2 separate regions of the Gossypium arboreum genome follow, and region 2 is linked to region 1. Evidence: chromatin contacts called from public Hi-C data. All regions are on one chromosome and are shown on one strand. Each heading gives the region's core, a stretch centred on a gene start, on an enhancer-like site or on the middle of the called end of the contact. The rest is flanking DNA. Distances are from core to core; before and after follow the strand shown. Region 1 overlaps LOC108488361 (photosystem II D1 precursor processing protein PSB27-H2, chloroplastic). Region 2 holds the start of LOC108489214 (protein FAR1-RELATED SEQUENCE 11-like).

The links. Hi-C and Micro-C count contacts between places; a contact is called where the count stands out from the background.
Region 2: a Hi-C map of leaf shows a contact between it and region 1, with 2.9 times the contacts expected there. The contact joins the promoter of LOC108489214 here to the enhancer-like site in region 1. A contact is called at or near these places in 2 of 5 Hi-C or Micro-C datasets (both in leaf).

Annotation. Positions count from the first base shown.
Region 1 is chr10:108,377,962-108,385,160 of ASM2569848v2, reverse strand. LOC108488361 (photosystem II D1 precursor processing protein PSB27-H2, chloroplastic) reads right to left here. Exons shown (of 5, transcript XM_053020442.1): 4 at 7,046-7,199; 5 at 6,541-6,955. The coding sequence ends at 6,818. Among protein-coding and RNA genes, the nearest start is that of LOC108488361, 4.5 kb to the right of the region's middle. Within about 2 kb of position 4,445, at least 1 of the 2 cell types and tissues checked has an H3K27ac peak or open chromatin away from gene starts, as enhancers often do. A contact at or near this core is called in leaf, where this site is marked.
Region 2 is chr10:108,439,177-108,446,375 of ASM2569848v2, reverse strand. It overlaps LOC108489214 (protein FAR1-RELATED SEQUENCE 11-like), which reads right to left and starts at 2,749. Exons shown (of 5, transcript XM_017793578.2): 1 at 2,172-2,749; 2 at 1,573-1,638; 3 at 157-1,126. The coding sequence starts at 1,125.

The DNA of each region.
Region 1 (7,199 bases), core at 3,196-5,695:
AAGAGGACTTGAAATACTGGTCGCAATTGAACAATAGGGAAGCTTTTGAGACCGTACACATTATAGGTATTGTATAAGACATATGGTAGTGAACTACTATAGACAACACGGATATGAAATTCAATGCACAAAAGTGATTAACATGGGTATGTATTCGCCACTATGTCAATTGTCTGATATTTAACTGATTGCTAGATATTGAAATTAATGGATAAACTATTTACTTTCCTCGATAGGGGACAAGTTCGTTAAACACTGTTTCCATAAAATGTTGGAAAACTTGTAGACCATTAACGATCATGGTGTAAAATACCTTGCTAACATACCTTTTGACCAATGGACACAATCGTATGATGGGTGTCTGCAATACGAGTACATAACAATAAACCTGGCGAAATGTATCAATTCCGTGTTGAAGGGGATGCATCATTTGCCGATAACCTCAGTTATGAAAGAAACATATTTTTGCTTGGAAGTTCTATTTCCAAAGCGAGTGGAAAAATGTATTGGATGGATGAAGGGCAGTCATGTTTGGTGTGAGGACATTATGAAAGAAATTATAAAGGCTACAACAAGAGCGAATTGTATGCATTTAGTGTGTACTCACACGAAAACCTATTGTTTTGGGTTACGGAGTTTGACGGACCTGACCAAGGTATTGTCGAGGGAGTGTACCATGTCAACCTGAGACGACGGACCTAGGACTGCAGAATATTTGACGCACTTCATTTTCCATGCGCTCATGCAATTGTAGCATATTCCTCAGTATGTTTGGATCACATAAGCTTTTTGGATGAAGTATACATAATTCAAAACATGTATAACACGTGGAAATATGAATTCACACCGATCCCAGATGAAAGTATGTGACCACCAGTATCAAACGATCCATTCAAGTTGTTACCGAATAGTTCATTGCGTCGTAAACCAAAAGGCCTACCGAATTCTACTTGAATATGCAACGACATAGATATTCAGGAAAGGGAAAACCAACCGAGGTTATCAGTTAGTGTAGGAACCCAAGGCATACAAGGTTGTCATGTCTACACTTGGAGGATATTATGATGACAAGACCTCGTTAACCGATTTATTAATTTTTTAACTACTATTTGTTGATTTTTTTCATTCATTTTCATTTTTTTTTGTAATTTGTAAATATCAGTTTATTATACTATAGAGAATAATACAATATACAACTTTGTTCCATTTTTCTTGTGGAAATTGGATTCTTGTCCAAGTTTGTAATATTTGTATAAAATGACAGAATAAAACTTGGCTTAACAATATAAAATGACAATGACAACCAATTTTGATTCAAAAACAATATTTATTTTTAAAAATTCATATCCAATATCTGTATAATCTTATCTACTAAAACTTAGATAAACAATTAAGATTTACATGACAAGTATAAAAAAAATCATTTGTGTCATCGAGTAGAATGTGTGCCACAAAGGGGTGGTCATCGGTTGTGAGACGAATTTCTTTTTCTTTAAAGCTGTGGTTCTGGCTACTCCTTTTATTTGCCTTTATCATCACCTCCACCTTCGGTTATATGTTTTGGTTCTGACCCCTCCTCTCTTTTGCCTTCATCCGTAGTTGATGACGGTGTACTCCTCAGTTGCCATTGTGTCTCCTCCGTTCTACGAACAGGTGGTTGCGAAGATGGTCCACCTTGGTAGAACAATGATTTGGTGGTATTTGAGACATCATTGACATATAAGTACATTATGTCCCATACATCGATAGTAGAAAATACGGACTTCTTGTCAATGTTGCAAACATAGTCAGTGCATACGTTGTTATCAGAATCGTCATCGTCTAATACATTGATGACATCGGTATGTAATATGGTGGGAACAGAGGTGGTAGTGTAAAAAAAACTGGAGACGATGTTAAAACATAGAAATGTGGTGCAAGATGTGGTACTTACGTAAAAAAGACGGGGACAGTGAAAACACCAAATAAGTCGAGCTATACTGACCGGGGGTAGTATGGCCATTGGTGCCTCTTCTTGCATTGGTGTAGATGATGGACCCGTCTTAGCAGCTTCTCTAGACCTTGGATTCTTAAGCACTCGTAGTGGCCTCCGCTTATGATGTTGCCTACCCCTCGCCTCTTCCGATAGTAGATATGACTTTCCATGGTATATAAACCATGGCATGTACTCCGTATTGCAAGTTAATTCTCGAGTGATAATGGGTTCGCAATTAGGTATAAAGCCGTACCTATGGTTCCAAATGTTGATATATTGCGCATATATGTATCTTAATTTTCATCGGTTCTCTCCCATGAGTTGATATTATGCTGATCTTTGATGTCTTGGGGTGCCGGCGGAATTATTTATCTAATTTTGAACTACCGCATAACTCAATCAGATTCATGCATCTCCACCGTAACGTACACTACCACTAGCGCCTTCATATGCCATATGTTGGGAGTCGCCAAGAATTCAGGCAGAATGCATGCTTGAATTATCAGATCGGAGTATGACATCCATTCAAACTATAGTACAATAATAATTTTAATTATATATTTACTATTAATTTTTAAATCAACTACGTTAATATTGTATAATTGAAATTTTAAAAAAACATATCTCTGTTTTCGATTGTTGATCTAAGAGTAGCCGTATATCTTCGAGCACCTCCGATAGTCCCATGTAACTCGACCCATGGTTCCACCTATTCAAATACTACGTTAATACAAAATTTTAAAATTTTAATTATAAATGGTATATTATCAAATGAATTTTACCTTGTTACAAGTGGGAATGTATAAGGGTAGTCAACTTGAGGATGTAAAACAGGTAATCAATACCACGCCCATGATTGCAACAGTAGCATGCTACCACTTATTTTAATTTTGTGTAGTTGTGTCGCCTAACACATCTCTCGGCACATTGTCGCCAACATAGTTGACCCCCAACTGAGTCAGCCATTTCTCTAAAGTTCACGAGTTTTAGCAGTCATCTTAAATGGACAAGATTTCGCGATTTATCGGGCATTATGAGACCTCTGATGATCCTAATGATGTACTCCCGAGCGTGTTCTTCTCTCTCAACTTCACTTGATTCCGCATCGATCCCGACAAAATTTCTTTTCAATCAGTTCATATTTATCTGACCTCCAAAAATTGTGTTCGAAACCCTCCCTAAAAGTTGCTCACATACATCTCTCTAATTGGCAACAACAACTAACCCATCCACCTGTAACCTGAGCTATAATTGCACGTCCTCGAGTGTGATAGTAACTCATCACATGGAAGATGGAATATGTATGTCTTGGTCTCCATCTTTCCACCAATATTCTTTTAAGTGTGGGGCCCAATTTATAACCCCTACCCATACGGCACGTGTAAAAATCTCGCATCTCTCAAGTATGGTTCAATTAAAAATGATGGAGGAGCAAATAGATCGCGAGTATACGTCTCCAAAATTCGATATTCCAGCTAATTATAAAAATATAAAATCTTAAATTTCAATATAACAACGAATAATTAAATTAAATTAAATTATATTAAAATAATTTTTTACCATTTACAATTGAATGGCCGAAATGTGTTTGCCATCCAAACGAATAAGAGAATTTGCCATTAATAATTTTAATAAATGCGAATAAAAATCGTAATACAAAATTAATTAAAAAACTTAATCCAATTTTAATAAAAAAATGAGAGTGAACTGAGAGAATTGAGTTGAGTGAGAATTAAGAAAGGATTGAGAGAGGATTGAGAATGAATTGAGAGAAAGTTGAGAGTGAATTGAAAAAGTGGAAAATTTGAGATTTAAATAGAAAAAATAAAGTTGGGGGAGGGGAGTCGTTGGAATTCAATTGTTGGGGATAGCTGTTAGGGAAAACGCGTCCAACTGGATGCATTTTCCTTCTCGATCCAAAATCAGTCTAATCCAATAAATTTCAAAAAAATCATCCTAATCTGATAATTTTTTTATGAAAATTAATATTTTTGTGTAATTCACCCCTCCTTTCATATTTATGTTTTCATTGTTTATTTATTTTGTCAAAAAAAAGTCTCATTGTTTTATTTTACTCTTTTATATGTTAAATAATTTTATTAATTTAATTTTTAGTAAACTAATATATATCTATAATTTAATATACTAGTAATTTAAAATGATTATAAAATGAATGATTAAAATATTTATAAAAATTATGATAAATTTTATTATTTTATTAAATAAAATTACAATTTCACATATTTTAATAATTTTGTAAAATAATATATTTTATTATTTTTAATTTAATGTGCTTAATAAAGTTTAAATTCAAATACATATCTTATCATTACAATACCAAATTTCATACTTACGGCTATTTTTAACATCATAATAGCAAATCGCATCAGTTATCCAAAGAAGTCACTTGAGAGCTAAACTGTTCTCAAGGGCAACACGTGTGTCGCTTGTGGATCGCGTGAGCCCACGGTTTTTGGTCGTTTATGCTGATTTGCCAGCCTTATCCTTCGTCGATCGGCGTACGCTGGAGCGACCCCCTGCCCTGATGTGTGAGATTTGTGCATAAGGCACGTGTGCCTAAATCTATGACGAACGAAATGAATCATCCATTATTTATTTTCAGCGGTCATTATATTTTACTTCTCTATCTTTCTCAAGTTTTAGGACCTTGAAAGTGTTTATCCGTTGGGCAAATCCAATAGGCTTAAATGACAATATAATCTCTTTTTATTTTTACTTTTAAATAGGTGAAATTGTTTGAGAAATCCATGTATTATAGAAATTATATCAAATTAAATTATCTACTATTAAATGAATCAAATTAATTCTTTTACTATTAAAAAGAATCAAATAAGATCAAATTGATATAGAGTTGACATTTGTTGTTCAAAAGAGTTACTATTTTTAGTTATTTTGGTTTTATAAATGAATTTTTGTTTAGAATTGAATTGTAAATGAAAAAATTCAAAATTTTCTTATACAATAAATATTATCTTTGATATAATTTAGACTTAATTAGATTCTTTTTAATAATATACAAACTAAATTAATCTATTTAATAATAAAGATACAAATTTAATACAATTTCTATAATACAGGTTCTTCCAACTACTTTAACCCTTTTAAATATAATTTAAAACTAAAAGGTATTTTTAATGAAAACTAAGACCCAGCTCCAACGTTGAAAACCTTATTCAAGGGTAAAACTATTTCAAATTGGACTATGATGAATGAATGTGTAAAAAGGAGAAACAAAGATGAGATAAAGGGCTGTATGATTTGGTTTAGCTTAACAAAATAATAATAAGCATGGAGTATGTCTAAGCTTTGTTAGACAGAAATGAGCAAAATTATGGGGGCATGTCTTCGGTAGTAGTGATAGCAGCATCCTTCAATTGTTTTGGATTATTGTCAGTCGGAAGAATACCCTGTTTTTGGATAGGCTTCCTAAATCAACACCCAGATACTTTTCTAGTGCACCTTTGCCTTGATGTTAAGAATTCCATTGAACCATCTTCAATAATTAGGTCTACACGACGGGCTAAGGAATTTTGAACACTTCATAGAAATGATTCAAAATGTTCTTGATGGTTCTGCATGACCACACAGTAAGTTTGAAGAAGAGAAAGCAATCATCAAGGAGAAGCAAGTGACATATAGCTAGGCCATTAAAAATAATTTTAACTCCATTCCTCCTCGGCTTTCATGAGCATGCAAGAGACAACATTTTGACAAATGAACAGAAAGATAGGGTGAGATAAGATCCTTATGATTAGAGGTGATAATGAGTCGAGTTGATTTGAGTTGGATTCATGTAAGGTATTTAAATTAATTTTTCAAGTTCAAATCTAATTTGAACCGAAAAATAAGTTTATTTTTTTGTCCAAGCCCAATCTAATTTAAGAAAAGTAAACCCGCGTCATACCCGGCTAACCCATATTTGATTTTTTTTAGATTAGTTTTATTTAAAAATAATTTTTTTAAAATATAATATATAAAATGCACAAAAATCGCTAAAATAAAATTTATTAACACATTAAAATTATTTATATTAAAAACTCTACCATAAGTATAATGGATGTTTTATTATATTAAAGAACACAAATAAATATAATAAATATTTTATTGTATTAAATATAATTTTAAAATTTTATATTTTGGGTTGAGTTATTTAGTTGAATAATTTTTTTTAAGTTTTGAATAATGGATTTAATTGTTATTGAGTTAGTGAGTTAATACAAATATAAATATAAATATACATGTCGATTAAGTCTTAACTCGATTTATATAAGTATTATTGTTAATGTAGGAGAATGTGAGTTCAAGTACATTGAAGTGCATTATCCTTTTATTTAGGGGTGGTGAAAGAATTATGAGTAGTTCTAAGTATTGTATCAAAAAAGAAAAGATATAATCAAAACCTAAAATAAGATTAATTCAACTTGTCCAAGGTATGAATAATTTGAAACTAGTATTTTTAGTTAGACCGAAATTGGTAATATAGAAATTGTATTAATACAATACACATACCTAACTTGAATTTAAACTATTCTGACTCATGAATATTTTTACCATCGAGGAGCAGTTTTCTTTTTAAAAATAAAACGAATTGTTACAACTACTTTTGTGTACTACAACCTAGACCTAGACGGTAAGCAATTATTTCCGGTATAACTAGGGGTGTAAATAAGATATTGATGTTTGTAAGCTATTCGAGTTCGTCTCTCGCGAGTCTTATCGAACTTTTCATATTTTTACCAATGCATCAAACTTAAACAACCAAAATAATAATAACAACAACACTGCTTTCAACTAAGGAGCTGTATATATGTATCATGTGCACTACAAAAATTCTTCAGCTGTGCTCAAATCATTCAATATCTCATTCTTAATCTCTTCTGGCAATGGAGCAGAGGGACCTGCCTTTGAGTAGAAACTGGCCAGTGCTCTAATCGCCTTTTCCAGTTCCATATATGATTCCTATGATGCAGATGTTTATAAAGAGTATCAGTGAAATCTAATGCTTTTAAACCATTCATCAGTCAAGGACGGTAGAAGATACATGCATACCTCACCAGCCACCTTCTCTTGCCCCCTCCAATTACTCAAATAATCTCGGATCGACTCCTTTGCCGAATCTGCCGTTCGTCTAAATTTAGCGACATCCTTGGGATCCTCCTTCAGCGATTCGCGCAGCGTTTTCACGACTTCTCTTGCCGACTTT
Region 2 (7,199 bases), core at 1,500-3,999, 63 kb before region 1:
GCACCCAAACTCTAGAATGAATTAGGAGAAATCGAAGTGTGTGAAGTTAATTATCCCAAAAAAGGGTGCAAAGTCTGAGGCAGGAGCCCCATCGCCAAGGTAAATTGCATATCTGTAGTATGCTAAGAGTAAAATGTATGGCTATAGGTTTTCTACCTTCAATCCCCATGAGAAAGATTGTATGTTTTCATCTCGTAAAAGGACACATCCAAAAAAAGTAGTCATTCCATGATTGTCTACTCCAACCCATACACCTAATAGCATGTCATAGGCATCCAGGCGGTGCGTCGTATCGAAAATCACAGCATCTCCAAATGACACGTATAACTGAACAGATGAAGCATAAGTCCATGCAATATGTTCCAGCCTGTTATGGCCATCTAATTTGAAATCATATTGAAAGTTGGGATTTTCATCTTTTAGTTTTTTGCACATTGCAATAAGATCAATAGGATCATTATCGCGATTGACATTTCTAAAAGACTGCAGCAGGTTCCTCACATCTATTTCTGTAAACGGTAAACAGCCTAACTTAACTCCTTTCTCTAGCTCCATCAATCTTAACATTTGTCTCACTGACATTCCAGCTTTTGCAAACATGCAAATCCGTGCTTTGTCATCTGGAGTAATGGTACAGTACGCAGGAAGAAGACATACTTCATTTGCTTTTAAGAGTTCATGGTTGTGGATGTTGCTAAAGGCAGTAACACGCCATTCAGGAACATTGAAATCTGCACGCTTGACAATGCGCATGTATGCTCGACAACCGCAACGCGATGATTTGCGATTCCTCTGCATCTTCCCATCTTCAGATAACTTCATCTGCGGATATCCGCCTCGATGGCAAGTAAAATCCCTTCTCGTGACACCTCGACCAATCCCATCTTTCCCTCGGGTTCGATGGCGCCTGATCGAGAAACCACATTGTTTGGCAAAACTGCAATAAAATTCATAAGCAGCATCCTGTGATACAAACCTCTGGCCGATAAATGGAACAAGATTCACAGAAGTTTGTTGCGACAATATCGTGTCTTCGGGCATTTCCACAATAGTTCCATTATCATCTTGAGATAAATCAGTGCCATTTTCAGAAGATTCCATCACCATACTTGTCCCTTCTGACATTCTTTACACAAAAGAAAAATAAAATCTCAATTATACACAATATAACAAAAACAAGTAATAGTTAAACAAAATTTGCAAATACAGTGAAGCCATATGAAATAATACTATGAAAGCAAAAGAGCTAGCGAGTGCAATCGTAACATAAAAATAAGATCAAAGAACTACATTGTATGCAGTAAAGAAACTAGCTAATCTTCTCCTTCGATACTCTTCTTCATGCCAGCTAATTTCTTTTATCATTTCCTCGGAAGATCCATTAATAACTAATAAGTGATCACTTAAAATTAGCATTAAAAGAACTAATTCTTCAATTAACCCAATGTGTAGACTAACATTGCAAATCAAAGGGAACTTGAAAATTCCACTATATTTCGATAAAATAAAGCCAGATCAAAACAATAAAAAAAAAACAGAATATAGCTTAAATTTGGAGAAAAAAGAACTCACTCGATAGCTAAATTTCTCAATGCAAGCTTGATTTCTTAGCCATTTGATACCCTCTGGAAAATGACCCTACACCCAGAAAAGGGAAATCATTACAATTTAAAAAGGAACTCGCTTATTTACATTTTGAGTAACTTGCTTAATAAATTTGCAAAAATGAACTCTTTAAATTTGAATTAAATAATATTCGATTGATTGGACTTGTAAATTTAATTTTGGGCTTGTTCATAATTTTGTCGAATTTAATTTGAACTTAAAGTGGATTTGGGCTCTTTTTATAATTTGGATAATTTTGGCTCATTAATGTTTGGCATATATAAGTATTTTTCTGTAATTTTGAATTACAAAAATACAAAAAAATACCAAAAGGGGGAATGGGAAAATTACAAGAAGGCCCCCCTGGTTTTGCAAATTTTATAATCTGGTCCGCAGGACCCTGCACTTGCTCCACCACACCACTCGTGAACCACCATCCAACCCCAACTCAGCAAATCAACCACCATAATTTTAAAAAAACAAAGGAAAACTTCTTTTTTTACGAAATCCCAGCTTGAACCTGAAAATAAGCAGAGAAATCAGAAGAAGAAAAAGTAAGAAACTACTTTCACCCAAGGATTCATCGGAGCCGTTTGGGGTCTCCGTTCATCGATCCGGACGGTCGAAAGTCAGCCACCTACGAGAGCAGCCCCATATCTCGGAATCGTGCTGGATCAACGGTAAACGGCGGAGATCAGGTCAGGAGAAGTTCAAGAGGTTTTCGGGTCCTAAAGTTTTTGTTTGGTTTCGATTTTGGAATATCGGAACCAGTAGAAGCGAACGGGGGAGAAAATCGGTCTTTTCGTGGCCTCCGATCAACATAAACGGCGGCACCGGCGGCGGTTAAAGAAGGCGGCAGTTAAGAATATCTCGCTAAGTAAAGGAAAGGGAAAAAATGAGATGAAAGGAGGAAAGAAACGACGGATCAGATGGAGCTGGAGAAGACCGCCGGAGAACCAGGCGGTGGCGGCAAGGGAGAGAAAGCTAGGGTTTGCTGAAGAGAGAAGAAGAATGAAAGATAAGAAGAGAAAGGAGAACAAAAGAATCGAGGAAGTGGGAAAGAAAAAGGAAAAACGAGAAAATGAAAAAACAGAAGCAAATAATACAATCACTTATTATTAATTTTTTTTTTATGGTTTTTATCCGAATAAAAACAAAATTTATTATCTCGAATGGTATGCACGTAACATTATTTACCAGAATAATATTTTTACAATAGTTATCATTGGTAGTGCCTTACAAGTTGACACCATCATTTTTCTTTTTCTATAATTATCATGCCATCATTGGGTCATAGGTGCCAATATTACTTGTCTAAATACGAGTTGGAAGGGTGCAGAAGATTTGTCAAGCGGCACCCAAGTAGACGGAGTTTGTCAGGCGAGATCAGCATTGCCTTCCAACACAAACTCTTCTCTGAAAAATATTAAATTTTTTATTCATAAAAAAATTATTATTATAAAAATAAAATTAATATTTTATTACTTATACCAAAAATACGAAATTGTTTTATTCCAAACGAACATTATAATTACACCAACAGTCCCAACTTTGGGGTAGCTGACAAAACAGTCACCTAGGTTTCATTTCAGTCACTCAACTTTCAAAAAGTTACAAAACAGTAACCAACGTTATAAAAAAAGTGACAAAATAGTCACGGATTAACTGTTACCGTTAGGGTGTTAACAGGATTGCTAACGTGGCAAGTTAACCAGCTGATGTGGCAAGTTAACTTGCCACGTTGGCAACGGCTGATTGGTGCTTGGTTTGGGGTGGGTTTAGGGAAAAATTTGAAGGGTTATGAGTTAATGTTTTAGGGTTAGAAACAGATTAGGATTAAGGAGATTTGGGGGGAAAGAAAAATCGATTTAGGAAATTTTGATCGTGATTTGGGGTTTTTTAGGGTTTAAACTGAATTGAGAATCGATTAAGAAGGGTTTAGGGTTAGAAATCGGTTCAATAATCGAGTAACAAGGTATAAGGTTTAGGGTACGATTATCTATTTTGTTTGGGGAGAAAAGAAGACGAACCAGAAACCATTCGGTATTTTTGATTGTCAGCGACAATGGGCAATAGAAAAGAAGCTATCAGTGTTGTTACATCCACTTTAACGGGTAAGTTGTTGTATTTAGTTGTAACTTTTTTTGGATTTCAATGCTGTTATTTCGATTTAGGGTTAATTAAGGTTATTTTGGTTTCAATTTTAATTTCGGTTTTGATTTTGATTTTGATTTCTATTTTGATTTTTATTACAATTTTGAAACACTCACTAATTCTGATTTAGATTTTGATTTCAATTTCGATTTCGATTTCGATCTCGATTTAGAATTAGAATTTGATTTTGATTTTGATTTGTATTTTGATTTTGATTTAGGGTTATTTCGATTTCGATTTTATTTGTTATTAATATGCATGACAGATTAGGGTTTGGTTTTTAATGTGTATGACATATAATGTGTATTGTATGCCATGTGCATGATGTTTATTGTTTGTATCTACCATTGTTGAATGCCATTATCAAACTGATGTTTATTGTGTATATATGCCATTGTTTGTATCCAAGCTCCTATTTTTTATTGTGCATATCTGCCACTATCACTCCCATTGTTATTTACCTTCTTTATTGTATTGGTTATTGCCTATTATTGTCTGCCATGTGCATGAGAAAAATGATTGTGTTTGATTAAATTAATTTTTGTATTGGTTGTTGTCTGCCATGTGCATAACAGAAGTGTTTGTATTAAATTATTGGGTATTTTGATTGGTTATTGTTTGACAGAAATGGATAAAATGTTTGCCTATGTTGTCTGCCTTTATTGATGAGTACTTTGTTTGGCAGGTTTAATTGATGACAATTTTAATGAGAATGAAGAAAACATGTCTAGTAATGATGTGTCTGGTAGTGATATGTCAGGTAGTGATAGTGATGCATCTGAAAGAGTTAATTTAGATGGTTTAAACATGGATCGTATAGAAGTAGATGAACTGTGTGATAGTGATTATTCTAGGAGGTTAGATAGTGCACATGAATCTGACTTAGATGGCCAAAATTGGCCTAAGTTCAACTTAGAGAATGACATGAGTAATCCTAGACTTATAGTTGGAATGTTATTTAAGTGTAAAGACAGTAAAAAATAAGCTGCCAAGCAGTATGGTAGGTAGAATAGTTATTTTATTAAGTTTCCCAAAAATTATTTAAAAAGGTTAAAGGTAGTCTGCAGTGAAAAATGTTCTTGGTTCATATGGGCTTCTAGGCTAAACCCTAATGACCCTATTGACTAGACTTGGCAAATTAGGAGTTCAAACCCTAAGCATACTTGTTCTAAAGTCTATAAAAATAGGAATCTAACCTCAACTTGGATAGGTGAACATTATAAAGAAAAATTCATTACTGATCCTGATTATTCTCTGAAATCATTACAACAAGGTGTGAAAAGAGATTTTTGTTGCTTAGTCTCACTAACCAAATGTAGGAGGGCTAAACTTAGGGCATTTGAATTAATTGAAGGAGCTCATAAGGCTCAATATGAGAAGATTTATGAGCATTTGTTGGAGGTTAGGACCCAAAATGAGGGAACAACAATAATCTGTTATTTGGATAATAGATTGTTTCAAAGGATGTATGTCTGTCTCCAGGCATGCAAAGATGGCTATAGGGTTGGTTGTAGGAGGATAGTAGGTTTAGATGGATGTTTCTTAAAGTGATACTATGGTGGCTACTTGCTTGCAGCTGTTGGGATAGATGCAAATAATGACATTTATCCTCTTGCATATGTTGCTGTCGAAAGTGAAAACCAAGCATTATGGCTTTGGTTTTTAGAGTTGCTTGCAATAGACTTGGAAATTGTGAGCTCGTACCAAATATCTTTCATGTCTGACAAACAAAAGGTAAAACTCCATTTATTTATTCTTTTATGTTGTTTCTATTAAGGTTTGTCAAAGAATTAAACTATTTTTTTCTAATTGCAGAGACTTGTAGAAGCAATATGTATGTTGTTTCCTAATGCAGAAACAAGACACTGTATTAGGCACATGCATGCCAATTTTAAGAAGGTTGGTTTCCGAACAAAGAAATTGAAAGATTTACTTTGGAAAGCTGCCAGAGCAAGCACTACAAGGGAGTTTGAGGATGCTATGGATGAATTGAGGAAAACCAATCAGCATGCTTATGATTGGTTGAAGGAAAAGAACCCTACTCACTGGTCAAGGTCTCACTCCTCAATTAGGAGCCATTTTGACATGTTGGTGAATAATCTTTCTGAATCATTTAACAAGCTAAACCCCTATGTTTTATGTTTTTTACTAATCATTAGTAATTCACTAATCATTTATGTTGTTTACTGACAGATGATACTGGAAGCAAGAGGGAAACCTATTTTGACAATGATCGAAACAATAATGACCAAGATTATGTTGCTTATTGTCAAGAAGAAAGAAGAAGCTGACAAATGGAAAGGAATGTTGTGTCCAAAGATCAAGAAAAATGTGGATATAAATATAAAAGACTCATTAAGGTAAATATTTTTTCTGATGCCTATATCCTGACTTCATGTTGCTAATCACATGCTATTTTAGTAAATGTTTTTTAATATGCATGCACTGATTGTTGGTGTGTTGACTATTTATTAATATGCATACAGTGATTATTGGTGTGTTGGCTGTTTTTTAATATGCATGTAGTGAGTATTTTTTTATAATATGCATGTTGGTGGGGTTATTTTTTTAGGGGTGTGTGTGTATCATTGTTGGTGGGGCTATTCACAATGTTGTTTTAGTAATTATGTTTTAAACAAGCATGCTGACTTTTTTGTAGGTGTGTTCCATCACATGCTGGTAGGGACAAGTATCAAATTGAATATGGTCTATGCAGCCAGTATGTGGTAGACTTAGTTGAGAATTCCTGCTCCTACAGGAATTGAGATCTCACTGGCATCCCTTGCATGCATGCATTAGCTGTCATTCATTTAAAAGAAGAGTTCTCAGAGACCTATGTACAAACATAGTATACCAAGCAAACCCAACTTCAAATTTACTCCAACTTTGTAACTCTCGTAAGGGGTCCTAAACAATGGGCCTCTTTGTCATGCTACCAATATTGCCTCCTCCACTAAGAAAGCCACTTGGCAGACCTACTAAGGTGAGAAGGAAAGAACCTGATGAACCACAAAAAACAGAAAGGTTGAGTAAGAGAGGGGTGGAGATGAGGTGTAGTAAATATAAAAGAGTAGGCCACAATAAGAGGAGTTGCAAAGGGGAAGTTGGCCAAAACATTCCAGTAAGTCATTTGCTTTAAGTTAAGTTACAGTATACTTCTATTTATGAATTTGTTTGTTTTTCAGATTTCTTTTATTCTTGTAGGTTAAAAGACATAAAGTTGGTGTCCCAACTTAGCAACAGGCCACCCCAAATCAGCAAGAGGGTACCCCAACTCAACAGGCTGCCCCAACTCAGTTACCTACTGCCGCAACTCATCAACAAGCTGCCCTAAAACAAAAGCTTCCGTTCAAGAGAAAACTAACCACTGTTAGATGGATGCCTTCTACTCAAGAGCCGTCCATGACAGACCATTGATGATGATGTAAACAGACTGCATT